3 separate regions of the Pan troglodytes genome follow, and all the other regions are linked to region 3. Evidence: chromatin contacts called from public HiChIP or PLAC-seq data. All regions are on one chromosome and are shown on one strand. Each heading gives the region's core, a stretch centred on a gene start, on an enhancer-like site or on the middle of the called end of the contact. The rest is flanking DNA. Distances are from core to core; before and after follow the strand shown.

Evidence for each region. HiChIP or PLAC-seq counts read pairs in DNA pulled down with a chosen protein or histone mark.
Region 1: an H3K4me3 HiChIP or PLAC-seq map of stem cell-derived excitatory neurons shows a contact between it and region 3, with 4 times the contacts expected there. The contact joins the promoter of AKR7A3 here to the promoter of NBL1 in region 3. A contact is called at or near these places in 1 of 7 Hi-C or Micro-C datasets (induced pluripotent stem cells) and 1 of 1 datasets of contacts at active chromatin or transcription factors (stem cell-derived excitatory neurons).
Region 2: an H3K4me3 HiChIP or PLAC-seq map of stem cell-derived excitatory neurons shows a contact between it and region 3, with 6 times the contacts expected there. The contact joins the promoter of MRTO4 here to the promoter of NBL1 in region 3. A contact is called at or near these places in 2 of 7 Hi-C or Micro-C datasets (induced pluripotent stem cells and stem cell-derived neural progenitor cells) and 1 of 1 datasets of contacts at active chromatin or transcription factors (stem cell-derived excitatory neurons).

Annotation. Positions count from the first base shown.
Region 1 is chr1:211,908,309-211,913,109 of NHGRI_mPanTro3-v2.0_pri, forward strand. AKR7A3 (aldo-keto reductase family 7 member A3) reads left to right here and starts at 2,200. Exons shown (of 7, transcript XM_016938180.3): 1 at 2,200-2,972. The coding sequence starts at 2,759.
Region 2 is chr1:211,946,671-211,951,264 of NHGRI_mPanTro3-v2.0_pri, forward strand. It overlaps MRTO4 (MRT4 homolog, ribosome maturation factor), which reads right to left and starts at 1,421. Exons shown (of 8, transcript XM_001158877.8): 1 at 1,283-1,421. The coding sequence starts at 1,310. It overlaps EMC1 (ER membrane protein complex subunit 1), which reads left to right and starts at 1,589. Exons shown (of 23, transcript XM_001162981.6): 1 at 1,589-1,731. The coding sequence starts at 1,637.
Region 3 is chr1:211,557,570-211,562,218 of NHGRI_mPanTro3-v2.0_pri, forward strand. NBL1 (NBL1, DAN family BMP antagonist) reads right to left here and starts at 1,849. Exons shown (of 4, transcript XM_016939666.2): 1 at 1,703-1,849.

The sequences.
Region 1 (4,801 bases), core at 950-3,449, 350 kb after region 3:
TGTAATATGTCAAAGTGGTGCTATAAATTTCCCTCATAGCACTACTGTGGCTGCATCTCAGAAAATTTGATATGTCCTGTTTTTACTTTCATTCAGTTCAAAATATGATCTAATTTTCCTTGTGATTACATATTTGACCCATGGGTTATTTAATTTCTAAATATGTGGGGATTTTCCAGATATCATTCCATTATTATTTTCTATTTTTCCTTTTTCTTCTATTTGTTAACTTATTTACTTATTTTCAGTTCCCTCTCAGGCTCTAAATTCTGTTATTCTTTTCTTTTCTTTCTTTCTTTCTTTTTTTTTTTTTGAGGTAGAGTCTTTCTCTGTCACCCAGGCTGGAGTGCAGTGGTGCGATCTTGGCTCACTGCAACCTCTGCCTCCCAGGTTCAAGCAATTCTCCTGCCTCAGCCTCCTGAGTAGCTGGGATTACAGGCACACACCACAATGCTTGGCTAATTTTTTTGTATTTTTAGTAGAGACGGGGTTTCACCATATTGGACAGGCTGGTCTTGAACTTCTGACCTCAAGTGATCTGCCCACCTCGGCCTCCCAAAGTGCTGGGATTAACGGTGTGAGCCACCGTGCCCAGCCTGTGTTATTATTTTCTAGTTTAATTCCATCGTGTTCAGAGATGTACTTTGTATGATTGGAAGCCTTTCAAATTTATTTATTTATTTATTTATTTATTTTTAATATGGAGTCTCACTCTGTTGCCCAAGCTAGAGTGCAATGGCCTGATCTCGGCTCACTGCACTCTCCACCAACCAGGTTTAAGTGATTCTCCTGCCTCAGCCTCCTGAGTAGCTGAGATTACAGGGGCACGCCACCACGCCTGGCTAATTTTTGTATTTTTAGTGGAGACGGGGTTTCACTGTGTTGGCCAGGCTGGTCTCAAACTCCTGACCTCAGTTAATCCACCTGCCTTGGCCTCCCAAAGTGCTGGGATTACAGGCGTGAACCACCGCTCCCAGCCTCTTTTACATTTGTTAAGACTTGTTTTATGCCTCCAAATATGGTATATCTTGGTGGATGGGCACTTGAAAAGAATGCATATCCTGCTGTTGTTGGATATTCCATTCATGTTGTTTATGTGGAATTGGTTCATAGCATTGAGTCTTGTATACCTTTACGGAGTTTCCGTAAATTATGACTGATAACTGTTCTACAACTATTGAGGATTGTGTGTTGAAATCTCCAATTATAATTTTGTATTTATCTACTTCTTTAGTTCTATTATTGTTTTTCATGTATTTTGATGATCTATGCTTAGGTGCATATATATTTAGAATTATATCTTCTTTATTAATTGACCTCTTTGTCATTATGGTATGTCCCTCTTTGTCTTTGGTAGTTGTTGTTGTTGTTGCTGTTTTGAGACAGGGTCTCAATCTGCAGCTTCGACCTCCCAGGCTTAGATGATTCTCCCACCTCTGCCTCCCAAGTAACTGGGACCACAGGTGCATGCTACCACAATTTGATAATTTTTAAAATTTTGTTGTAGCGATAAGATCTCCCTGTGTTGCCCAGGCTAGTCTCAAACTCCTGGACTTAAGCAATCCTCCCTTCTCAGGCTCCCAAAGTGCTAAGATTACAGGTGTGGGCTAGTATGTCGCCCACTGTGTGGGCCAGTATTCTTTGTTTTGAAATCTACTTTGTCTGATATTCACTTAGCCATTCCAACTTCTTAAAATTTAGTTTCGTCAGTGTATGTCTTTTCCCATCTTTTTGCTCTTAAACTATCTCTGCTTTTATATTTGAATAGCTTTCTGGTATTTACCATATAGTTCGGTTTTGCTTTTTTATCCATTCTAACAATCACTGCCTTTTACTTGTGAGCATTTACATCATTTATATTTATGTAATTATTGATATGATTGGGTTTAAATCAATTTTACTATTGGTTTTTCATTTGTTCCATCTGTCTATTGGTCTTTTTTTTCTTTTGTATTTGGAGACAGATTTGCCCTCTGTCACCCAGGGTGGAGTGCAGTAGAGCTATCACAGCTCACTGCCGCTGGGCACTGGTCCATTTTTCTATCTTTTTTTTTTTCTTTTGAGACAGGGCCTCCCTATGTTGCCCAGGCTGGGTTCAAACTCCTGGGCTCAAGTGATCCTCCTGCCTTGATCTCTCAAAGTGTTGGCATTACAGGCGTTAAGTCACCAGAGCCAGTCAGTTTTTTTTCACTTAGGTACAGAATTCAATGCCAACAGTTCTTTTCTTTCAACACTTTAACCATGTCACTCCATGGGGACGCTGTCTTGAGCCTTTGGTAAGCCTCATTCTCCAGGACCACACGGCAGGCGCGACAGCCCTAGGTCCACCCCACCCCGTAAGCGCTCCCTCCGGGAGGAGACAGAAACCCAGGACAGCTCCGGGGCAAGGCCGAGGAAGGAGGGACGACGGGGCAGGGAGGCCCGAAGAGTCCCCGCCTTTTGGGATAGTCGCCACCCTTGGACCCCCTCACCCTTGGGGACGTTGAGGAGTGTTAAAATCTCCAAGACGCGAGTCACCGGTACGAAGCCACAGCCATTTCGCCGCTTGCTCGGTGCAAGTGCAGAAGGTCCTAGTAGCCGAGCGTGGAGTCGAGCTCGTGGGCGGCGTCGGGCACCTTCGGCCGCGCCCTCAGCTGCACCCCCCGGTGGGCGGGGCCCGAGCCCGTCTCTAAAGCCACGGGGCCGCCCGCTCCGAGCCTGGTGCTTCCGACCGCTGCGCGCCGCTCCTGGGCTGTCGCAGTCTCCCGTTGCCGCCATCATGTCCCGGCAGCTGTCGCGGGCCGGGCCAGCCACGGTGCTGGGCGCCATGGAGATGGGGCGCCGCATGGACGCGCCCACCAGCGCCGCAGTCACGCGCGCCTTCCTGGAGCGCGGCCACACCGAGATAGACACGGCCTTCGTGTACAGCGAGGGCCAGTCCGAGACCATCCTTGGCGGCCTGGGGCTCGGGCTGGGCGGCAGCGACTGCAGAGGTAACAGTGGCCCCTGATCTTCCCCCTGCACGGTGCAGAGCTGAGCCTGTCCACAGCCGTGCACCGCCCCGCTCTCCCTGGCCCGGGGCAGCACCCAAAGTTTTGTCCCCCCCACCGCCCCCACCCCTGTTCACCTCGCAGCCTTGGGAACACCAGGCTCCTTAGGCACGTCTAGCTCCGGACAACTTTTCTCTCGTCTTCTCTTCTGTTCGTCTCTCTTCTCTTCCGGGAGGTAGCCAGCACCCTCACTGACGCCTGGATGACTTGGTCTTGCCTGGAATGACTTGGCTAGCCCCTCTCTGGAGCACAAAAAACACTGGGATCTGGCATTGTGCAGCTCCTGTCCCCACCTGTGCCCTCCAGGTGCCCTTGACGGGCCTGATCTGCAGAAATTCTGTTCTTACCGCCTGGCACTCCCTGGCACAGTCCAAAATCAGAGTTTGGACCCAGCACACTATCTGCTTCCTCCTTTGCACATGCCAGCCTGCTCGGGGCCCCGGACTTTGCTCTGAGTACTTTGTGGTACTCACAAGGGCACCTCACAAGGGTGGCAGTGCCCGGAAGCCTTGGCAGCTCCCTCAGGGGGATGAGGGATTGGGGTGGTACAGGGTCTCACTGCCCTCTCTGTGGGAGGCTCTGTCGGAGGCTATTGGAGAGAAATGGACACTAACCCACTCCAGGAAGCTCCAGTTCTAGAGATGGCTGGGGAGCCCAGAGTGACCCCTTCCTGGGAGGGACCCCGTGAAGAAAGAACGGATAGGAGTTTGCCAGGAAGAGTACAAGGGGCAAGGGCATCAGGGCAGTGGGCATGGGTGTGGAAAGGCAAATGTGTTTTGGCAATGCCGCGGGTGCTGGAGGAGGCAGGTGTGGCCGGAGGGGAGGATGTGTGTATAGGGGCAGGAGGAGCCGCCCTCAGTCTGATGCCATTTGCAGTGCTTAGGCCGATGCCTGGCAGGCACATAGTGAGGGCTGGGAAATGTTAGCTGTTTGTTTGTTCTTAGTATTGGCACCATTTGCCTCCTTCCACTGAGTGTCTGAGTGGAGTCTTATTTCTCCTCTGATTCACCACATGGTAGATCCAGAATGAACCTAGCCTGTGCGTGCATCCCAGTGCCACGCTCTTTCTAGATCACCCGGCTGCCACTTGGTGAGAGCTCTAACCATATTTCTGATTTTTTTTTTTTTTTTTTTTTTTGAGACAGGGTCTTGCTTTTTTGCCCAGGCTGGAGTGGAGTGGTGCGATATGGCTCATTGCAGCTTTGACCTCTCAGGGCTCAAGCCATCCTCCCACCTCAGTCTCCTGAGTAGCTGGGACTACTACAGTAGCACCACACCCGGCTAATTTTTTGTATTATTCATTGAAACCGGAGACTCACTTTGTTGCCCAGGCTGGTCTTAAACCCCTGAGCTCAAGTGATCCTCCTGCTCTGGCCTCCCAAAGTGCTGAGATTACAGGTGTGAGCCACCACAGATCTGTACCCTCTGTCTGGCCCTTATTTCTGATTTTTTTTTCTTTCCTTTTTTAATCCTTCTTTGTCTTCTGTCTGAGTCCAAGGTTGGCTGGCGAAAGTCCTCAGATCTGATCTGAAGTTAAATTCAATTGAGAAGCAGAGGGGTGGTGGTAGAATGGAAAAATTCCATATGAATAGTTCCTCAAACCTGCTCTTTGCCAGGCCTCAAGGGCTCCAGTGACTGCCCTCCTGCCAGCCTAAGTGACCTTCTAAGTGTGAAAAGTGGGTGGAGGACTCTCCACTCACCTGTTAGTCCAGTTCACTAGGAACTAAGATTCTTTTTTTTTGTTGTTTGTTTTGTTTGTTTGTTTGTTTTTT
Region 2 (4,594 bases), core at 171-2,670, 390 kb after region 3:
TTTTCAATCTGATTTTTAGCATTTTGCGGAATATGTTTCTCCTAAAACGTTAGGCTCGATAAGAAATAGGCTTTCCTTGTAACTGCTGTATCCTCTAACGCCTAGAAGTGCCAGACCCCTAAATATTTCTGAATATTCCAGGGAGCCGGGTTAAGAGAGAGGCCACCACAGCAAAGGTGGTCAAAAATGGTCTCTTAAGAGGTGCGCAAGTCGGGTGTAGTGGCTCACGCCTGTAATCCCAGCACTTAGGGAGGGTGGTTGGAGCCCAGGTGTTCGAGACCAGCTTGGCAACACACTGTGAGTCTTCTCTATAAAAAATAAACAAAAAAACCTAGCTGGGTGTGGTGGCGTGCGCCTGTAGTCTCAGCTACTCGGGAGGTTGAGGTGGGAGGATCGCTTAAGCCAGGGAGGTCAAGGCTGCAGTGACTTATTTTATTTATTTATTTTTGAGACGGAGTCTCGCTCTGTCGTGCCCAGGCTGCAGTACAGTGGAGCGATCTCGGTTCATTGCAACCTCCGCCTCCCGGGTTCAAGCGATTCTCTCGCCTCAGTCTCCCAAGTAGCTGGGATTACAGGCACCTGCCACCATGCCCATCTAATTTTTAGTATTTTTAGTAGAAAAGGGGTTTCACCATATTGGCCAGGCTGGTCGGGAACTCCCGACCTCAGATGATTCGCCCGCCTCGGCCTCCCAAAGTGCTGGGATTACAGGCGTGAGCCACTGCATCCGGCCTGCAGTGTTACGATCGCGCCACTGCACTCCAGCCTGGGCAACAGAGCGAGACCCTGTCTCCGAGGGGTCCTATTAACTGACAACTAAGAAGGCGCAAACCATACGAAGAGGTAAGCATGCCAGGCAGAAACAACCGCAGACACACAACGCCAGACACGGGAACAAACCTGTGCTGAAAGAAGGGAAAGGCAGCCAGGGTGGCGGGAGCGCAGGAAGATGAGAAAGGGCCGAAGTTGGGAAAAGTGGGCCGAAACGGCAGCAGGCATAGCCGGGGGCGGTGTTCAGGAGCTGCCTCCCGACCCAGTTGGCCTTGCAAGAGCACCTGAAACTAGGCAAAACGAGTCTCCGCTCCCCAGACCCGACCGGGCGTCAGCCACCTCTGGCGGTTTTACAGCCCCGAAGCCCCCATTCCAGCTCGCGAGGCAGCGGAACACCTCGAGGATGTCCTGGCGTTCCAATCTGCGCCCCTGCCGCCCCGAAGCCCTCACCGCAGGCTGGGTAGCCAGCCTACGGAGCTCCCCCCAGCGTCCCGACTCCCCCTTCGCCCACCTTTCTTGTCGCGCTTAGATTTGGGCATCGCGCTGAATCCACGTGCGGCGGAAGACGGTGCACCCCGTTAGGACCCCGGCGGCGCGGGGGCCTCTGGGACGGCCCTCGGGGGCTGCCCCTCGCGTGTGCCTGACCCAATGTGCACTGCAGCCTGCCTCTCCCTGCCAAGCCGCCGCCTGCGCTTTCTCCCGCGCCTGTAGGGCAACTTCCCGTGTGCCGAGGCAGTCCCTGAATCCCGAGCGTCCCGTCCGACCGAGGGCCTCGCGCGCTATCCCAGCTCTGTGGTTCCGCGGAGGCGGAGCCCGCGGCGCGGTGCATGCCGGGACGGCGGTGGGTGGTGCGTGCGCTCGCATCATGGCGGCTGAGTGGGCTTCTCGTTTCTGGCTTTGGGCTACGCTGCTGATTCCTGCGGCCGCGGTCTACGAAGACCAAGTGGGCAAGTTTGATTGGTGCGTACGTGTGGAACATATTGAGAGATAAGTGGCTGTTTCCCCAGTACCTGTCTCCCACCTGCTAAAGGTTGTCACTTAACAGGATTGGCCGCATAATTTGCAGGACCCAGGACAAAATGAAAACGTGGGGCCCCTTGTTAAAAAATTATTAAGGATTTAAAGTCGTTGGAAGCAGAGCCTTAAACCAAGTGTTAGGGGTCATTCTAAGCTGATCCTTGCGTGTAAGCCGGGCCTGCCATCCAGGAATGCTTGGGGTGCCGGTCAGAGATCACTGATCCCGTCCTCCCTCGTCAGGTTCGATTTTTTTGACTGTGAGGTTTCTGGTCTACCAGGGGTCAGAGGTCGCCAAGCTGTCAGTGAACTTTAATTCCTACTCGAATTGGTGTCTTGTAGGCATGTGAACAGGAGCTTTCGTCTTAAAAGTCCTTAACTGAGTCCTTTTCCCCTCTCATCAACCTAGTCTGGCCCTGGGCTCACAGCAGGATTGCCCAAAACACTAAGCAGCTAGAATATGCCATTCACTCATTCATTCATTCACCCACCCACGTCTTCCTTAAGGCCCTGGAGTAGCTTGCTTTTGTTTGAATTTTACTAGTTAAGACTTGTGTGATCTTGGGGAAAGTGACTTAACCACTCTGTGCCTTGGTTTCTTTGTCTGTAGAATGGGTTTACTAACAGTCCGTTATCTCTTACAGTACTTGTGAGAATGAATGAGACAATCCCATTAAATTACTTAGAACAATGCCTGGCTCATTGAATGCAGTCATTAAGCGTTATCTGTTATTATTAATATTTGCACTTTATTCTTCAGGGCCCAGGTCAGATTTCTCCTCCTCTGAAGTATTTTCTGTCTTGGAAAAGTTGATTCGCATATATGTTGAGTACCTGTTATGCTAGACAGTGTGACAAATAAAACATAAGTTACATTTTTAATGATGTGCACAACTGTTCACAATGTTATATATGTATGTTACACATATATATCGGGTGATATGTGTATCTAATTTTGCAGAATACTTGATATATGCAATTTTCTTAATTTTATTTTCATGAATGAATGAATGAATGAATGGCATTTCCTAACTGCTTAGTGTCTTGGGCAGCTCTGCTCTGAGCCCAGGGCCAGGTTAGGCTGATGAGGGGGGAAAAGGACTCTGTTTAAGACTTTTTTTTTTTTTTTTTTTGAGACAGTTTTGCTCTTGTTGCCCAGGCTGGAGTGTAATGGCGCGATCTCATGGCTCACCACAACCTCCGCCTCTGGGGTTCAAGCGATTCTCCTGCCTCAGCCTCCCGAGTAGCTGGGATTACAGGCATGCGCCACCACACCCAGCTAATTTTTGTATTTTTGGTAGAGACAGGGTTTCTCCATGTTGGTCAGGCTGGTCTCAAACTCCCGATCTCAGGTAATCCACCCGCCTAGGCCTCCCAAAGTGTTGAAATTACAGGCGGGAGCCACTGCGCCCAGCCAAGACTTTTTAAAATTTTTTGAGACAGGGACTCATTCTCTAGCCCAGGCTGGAGTGCAGTACTATCGTGGCTCACTGCAGCTTTGACCTTGCAGGTTCAAGTGACCCTCCCAGCTCAGCCTCCTGAGTAGCTGGGACTACTGGTGCACACCTCTCTAGTTTCTTTGTATTTTTTGTAGAGACGGGGTTTTGCCATGTTGCCCAGGCTGGTCTTGAACACCTGGGCTCAAGCAATCTGGCTGCCTCGGCCTCCCAAAGTGCTGGGATTACAGGTGTGAGCCACTGCACCTGGCCTACAGTTTTCAGATTGAAAAATAAATGAAGACATACAGGTATGCATCACTTAATGATGGGAATACATCCTGAGAAATGCCCTCTTGTGCAAACGTTGTAGCGTGTACTTATGTAAATCTAGATGGTTTAGCCTACTACACACCTAGGCTATATGGTACAGCCTATTCTTCCTAGGCTACAAACCTGTACGGCATGTTACTGTACTGAAAACTGTAGGCAATTGTAAGACAATGGTAAATATTTGTGTATCTAAACATAGAAAATGTATGGTAAAAATAGGATATGAAAGATAAAAAATGGTACACTGGTATAGGGCACTTAACATGAATGTATCTTGCAGAACTAGGAGTTGTTCTGGGGTTAGTAAGTGGTTGGTGAGTAAATGTAAAGGCTTAGGACATTACTGTACACTACTGTGGACTTTATAAATACTGTGCATTTAGACTATACTAAATTTATAAAATTTCTTCAATAATAAGTTAACCTTAGCTTAATGTAACTTTTTTACTTTACAAACATTTTATTTTTTTAATTTTTGACTTTTGTAATAATACTTAGTATAAAACACAGACTTTACAGCTGTACAAAAATATATTTTTAAAATTTATTTTTGACATGGGATCTTGCTATGTTCCCCAGGCAGATATTGAACTCCTGGACTCAAGCAAGCCTCCTGCCTCAGCCTCCCTAGCAACTGGGATTACAGGCATATGCTACCATGCCTGACTTAATAATATTTTTCTTATATCTTTATTCTATAAGCTTTTTCCTACAATACTAAAATTTTTTTTTTCAGTCTTAAACTATTTTGTTAAAAACTAAGACACAGGCCAGGCGCAGTGGCTAACATCTGTAATCCTAGCACTTTGGGAGGCTGAGGTGGGTGGATGGCTTGAGTCCAGGAGTTCAAAACCAGCTTGGGGCTGGGCGTGGTGGCTCACGCCTATAATCCCAGCACTTTGGGAGGCCGAGGCAGGTGGATCACGAAGTCAAGAGGTCAAGACCATCGTGGCCAACATGGTGAAACCCCGTCTCTCCTAAAAATATGAAAATTAGCTGGGCGTGGTGGCACACGCCTGTAGTCCCAGCTACTTGGGAGG
Region 3 (4,649 bases), core at 599-3,098:
AACTGTCCAGGGGGCGAACACACAGGGCCGACCCCGTGCCACCCAGGCCTGCCTGCACCTTCCAGCCCTGGCCACCTCTGTGCCAGCCCCCCAACCCAGGCCACGGCCCTCCTTACCGCAGACCCTCCTGCCCGCAAACCAAAAACAGCCTCCAAAACAAATCCATGCTAATGAGCTGCTGCAGGGCCAGGCTGCACATCTGCTCAGCAGAAGTTCCACTGCAGACCTCACCAACAACCCTGCCCGCTCCGGCAGCCTCCGACCCTTGGGGTTGTGGGTGGGGGGAAGCAGCTAAACTCAGCCTGAAATTTCACTTTAAAATAATGAGGCGATATCCCCGGCCGATGCAGAACACCTACTCCCCTGTCCACCCCTCCAAAACACAGGCCCGGGAGAGAGGTCCAGCTTGCAGGGGTGGGTGGAGAGGGGTGGGGGTCACCGAGGAAACGCTGCAGCCTCGCTTTTTCTTTGGCCCCAACTCAAGGCAAACCACGCCCAAGCAGTCCCAGCATCTGGGGGAGTCTAGGGAGGCCCCATTCCGCAGTAACAAAGGGTGAGGGGCTCCTTGTTGACAAATTGCTTCCCCGCCAGCGCCCGGTCTTTGGCCTCCAGCCCTGACCTCTGTTTTCCTGGGGTGCCCCTAGTTACAGGCTGGTGGCGTCCAGCTTGGGGAGCGAGGGCCTCCGAAAGCCTGGAAGTGTGGCCTTCTCCCTTGATGCCCGCCAACCTCCGGCCACGCCAAGGCAGGCGGCTGCCCCCTTTGCCGCCGCTTGTAAACGATCAGAATCGCCCCGCCCTGGGAGCGGGCCGGGCAGGTGGCCCGCAGCAGGGCCTGTCGTCCAGCTGGCCTCGCGGGGGTGGAATTCTTAAGAAAACCGAGCCCCCGGAAAGGCTGGCTCTCCCTGCCCCAGACTCAATTCCAGGGAGATGACCCGGGCCAGGCCTCGGGGCCGGCGGGAGGCAGAGGGAGGGTTTGCCGCACCCGGTCTAGGAAACTATTCGTGAACCCCGCTGGGGGAAGGCGAGCCTCCGACACTGGGGGGATCGTCTGGATCGGAGGGCGGGGGATCAGGGAGAGGCGCAGACACAGGGCGAGCCCCCCACAGAGGGCAGCGCAGAGACAGAGAGAGGGAGAGAAAAGCCAGAGGCAGAGACACAAACGCGGGCAGCCGAACACGGAGGCAGGCGGGGAACGGAAAGAGACGGGCAGACCAGGGGAAAGTGAGCGGCGGAAACGGCGACGGAGAGACAGACACACGGACGTGGGGACCGAAGCAGAGGGGGCCGCGGGAGGCGGAAACGTCCAGAGCCGAGAGGCGCGGCGCGGCGAGGCCCGGGCACGGCCGGGGGACATGCGAGCCCGGCCCGCCCGGCCACGCATCTCCCTCCCTCGCTCCCTCTCTCTCCCGGCCGCGGAAACTCCGATCCAGAAACGGAACCCCGGGGCGAGTCTGGGGACGGGCTCCGGACGCGGCGGTGCCCCCCGGCCACCCCGTGCCGCGCCCACGTCCCCAGCGCCGGCGTCCGGAGGCGCCCGCCAGGTCCCCCAGGGCTCCTGAGCTCGGCGGCGGCGCCTCCACCCGGTGCCCGCGGCCGCCGGACGCGCCGGGGGACGCAGCTCCGGGCTGGGGGCGCGGCACTGCCCCCGCGACCGAAGCCTCTGGAAGCCGGGCGCCCGCATGCCGGCCCGGGCGGGACTTACCGCGCGCGCCCGCCGGGTCCTGCGGAGCTGGGTGCGGGGGTCGCGGGCCCGGGCGCCCCAGGAGGCTCGGCGAGGCGGCCGGCAGGGCTGGGGGCGGCCCCGCGACGCTCGGCTGGGCTGCGCTGCGCGCTGTCTGCGGCCCCGGGCGGGCGCGCGGCGCGGGGGAGCGGCTCCGACGTCAGGGTGGCTCCCTCCAAACAGGGCGCGAGGGCGGGGGCAGCGGGGAGGGCCGCGCGCAGAAAGAGCGGGCGGGCGCGCGCGGCCTCTCCCTCCGGGTGCGCAGGAGGGGGCGCCGCAGCGGCAGGGGCCCCGGGCCCTCTCCCGGCCCGCCCGCCCCGGGCTGAGCTTCGGCGCGCTCCGACGGCATGGTGGGGCGGCCGGGACGCCTGGCCGGCGCCCGAGAGGCAGGGCAGCCCAGCCGGGCGCCCTGGCCCGTTCTTAAGCGCCCTCCCCGGGTTTCTCTGCGCTTCCACTCTCTCCGCCCGACTTTTACCGAGCCTGGGCCGTCAGGCCGTGCCAGGCCTCAGGGTGACAAAGATGGATGTGTCCTTTTTGTGGGCACCGGGCATTGCAGACTTGCCCCGAGAGTGGGGCGCCCCAGCCCGCCGCGTCCCGGCACCAGGAGTCCGCAGTTCTGCGGTGCACCCCATCCCGTCCGCTCCGGCATGCGACCCGGTTCAAGTCCGTGCTGTTGGTAGCCTGGGTTGCTCAGCCTTGCCTAGTGTTATCCTAGTGTCGCTCTCGGCCCCACGCCCTTGGCTTAAGCATCCCGAAAAGCCCCAGGGACTATTAGGAACTAAAAAGCCAGCAAATGAACTCACTTCTCTGACTCCTGGGAAGAGTGGAGCTCCTGGCCCCAGCTTCCAGCCTCACCTCGGGGGTTCCTATCTAATCAGTGGACACTTGGGTGGATTGCGGCCGTACCTTCTCTATTCTGTGTGCTTAACAACGGGGTGAGAAAATAACTTTGCTTCTGGAAAGTGGTGGCCCAGGGACACCACTGGGACACGATTGTAGGACTTGGGGATTTTGCTTTACAGCATAGTTACCTGTGTCCATGTGTTTTACCTAGCTTGGCTGGAAACTTCCAGATAGACACAGCCCTGCTCATCTGACTCATGAGGTTGCCGAGCATCCTGGGTGGCTCCTAGTGGCCTGCTGGGAACTCCCTGGTGTACTCCAGCCTACTCGCACCCTCCACACCCAGCCTGCATCTGCGCCTCCTAGCTGTTGCCTGCGCCCTTCCCTCTGCCCGGAATTCCCTTCCCCTCCTTTCATCTCTGGCAAACATTCTTCCAGCTCCAGATTGGAAAGCCTTCCCAAGACCCTCTGGGAGCATCTCCCTCCTCCAGTGTGATCCTGGAGCACAGGATGAGAACTTCTGTTCATGTCAATTTCCCTCTAGAATAGCTGTGTACATCTCTTTCCTCCATTAGACCTTGAGGGCAGGAATCGTGTTTATTTCAGTGTCTCCATTGCTTATGGGCAGGCCAGGTGAGATGTACAATGTATTTGGTTGAATGAAGTTGTTGTTGTTGTTGTTGTTGTTGTTGTTGTTATTATTATTATTATTAGAGACAGAATTTTGCTCTTGTTGCCCTGGCTGAAATGCAATGGCGTGATCTCGGCTCACTGCAACCTCTGCGTCCCGGGTTCCAGCAATTCTCAGCCTCCCGAGTAGCTGGGATTACAGATGCCCACCACCACGCCCAGCTAGTTTTTGTATTTTTAGTAGAGATGGGGTTTTGCCATGTTGCCCAGGCTGGTCTCCAACTCCTGGCCTCAAGTTATCCTCCCGCCTCGGCCTCCCAAAGTGTTGGGATTATAGGCATGAACCACCACGCCCAGCAAATAAAGTAATTATTATCCCCCATTAATGTAGCACAGATAGGTCTTCCCTTAATGGTAACTATGACCGTTATAATAGTTCACACATATTGAGCACCTTACCATGTGCCTCATCCCATTGCAAGCTGTTGCCACTCTCCCAATAAACCTATGAGGTAAGTATTGTCTCTGTTTTAAAAGTGCCAGGCGCAGTGGCTCATGCTTGTAATCCCAGCACTTTGGGAGGCCAAGGCAGGAGGATCACTTGAGGTCAGGAGTTCGAGACCAGCCTGGCCAATATGGTGAAACCCTCTCTCTACTAAAAATACAAAAATCAGCCAGGTGTGGTGGCGTGTGCCTGTAGTCCCAGCTACTCGGGAGGCTGAGGCAGGAGAATCACTTGAACCTGAGAGGCGGAGGTTGCAGTGAGCCGAGATCGCACCACTGCACTCCAGCCTGGGAGACAGAGTGAGACTCCATCTCAAATAAATAAATAAATAAATAAACAAACAAACAAATAAAATAATAAAAGTGAAAAAAATCCCGAGGCTGGAGGATCACTTGATCCCAGGGGTTTGAGGCTGCAGTGAGCTATGATTGTGCCACTGTACTCCAGCCTGGACAACATTGCAGAAGGCTAATTGTGGAACCTAATGAGCTTGTCACTCCAGCAAGGCCTTGTCTCAAAAAAATAAATAAAAAGTGAAAAAAGGAACGTCAAGAGAAAGGTTAAGTAACTCGCCTAAAGTCACACAGTAAAAGCCCATGCCAGCTAATGTCTGTTGGATAACTGTATACCATGTACGGCAGAAACCAGCCTCACTGCACTGTACACAGTAGACACTCAGGAAATATTTACCATTTTGCAGCCAAAGCTTACCCCCACCATCTTTCATGCAGACCCTGAGCAGGGTAGAAAGTAGAGTTCTACATGTTGTAAGAATCCACTCCCCCATTGCAGAAAGCTAATTGTGGAGCCTGATGAGCTGGTCAGATCACACATAGAGCCAGGAGTAGAAGCCACAGCTTCCAGCCAGTGCCCTTGACAGGGCAGCCCACCATCTCTCAAACACGGGGAGGTTCAAGAACAACACCAACCCCCTAATCAGGGACAAAGGGT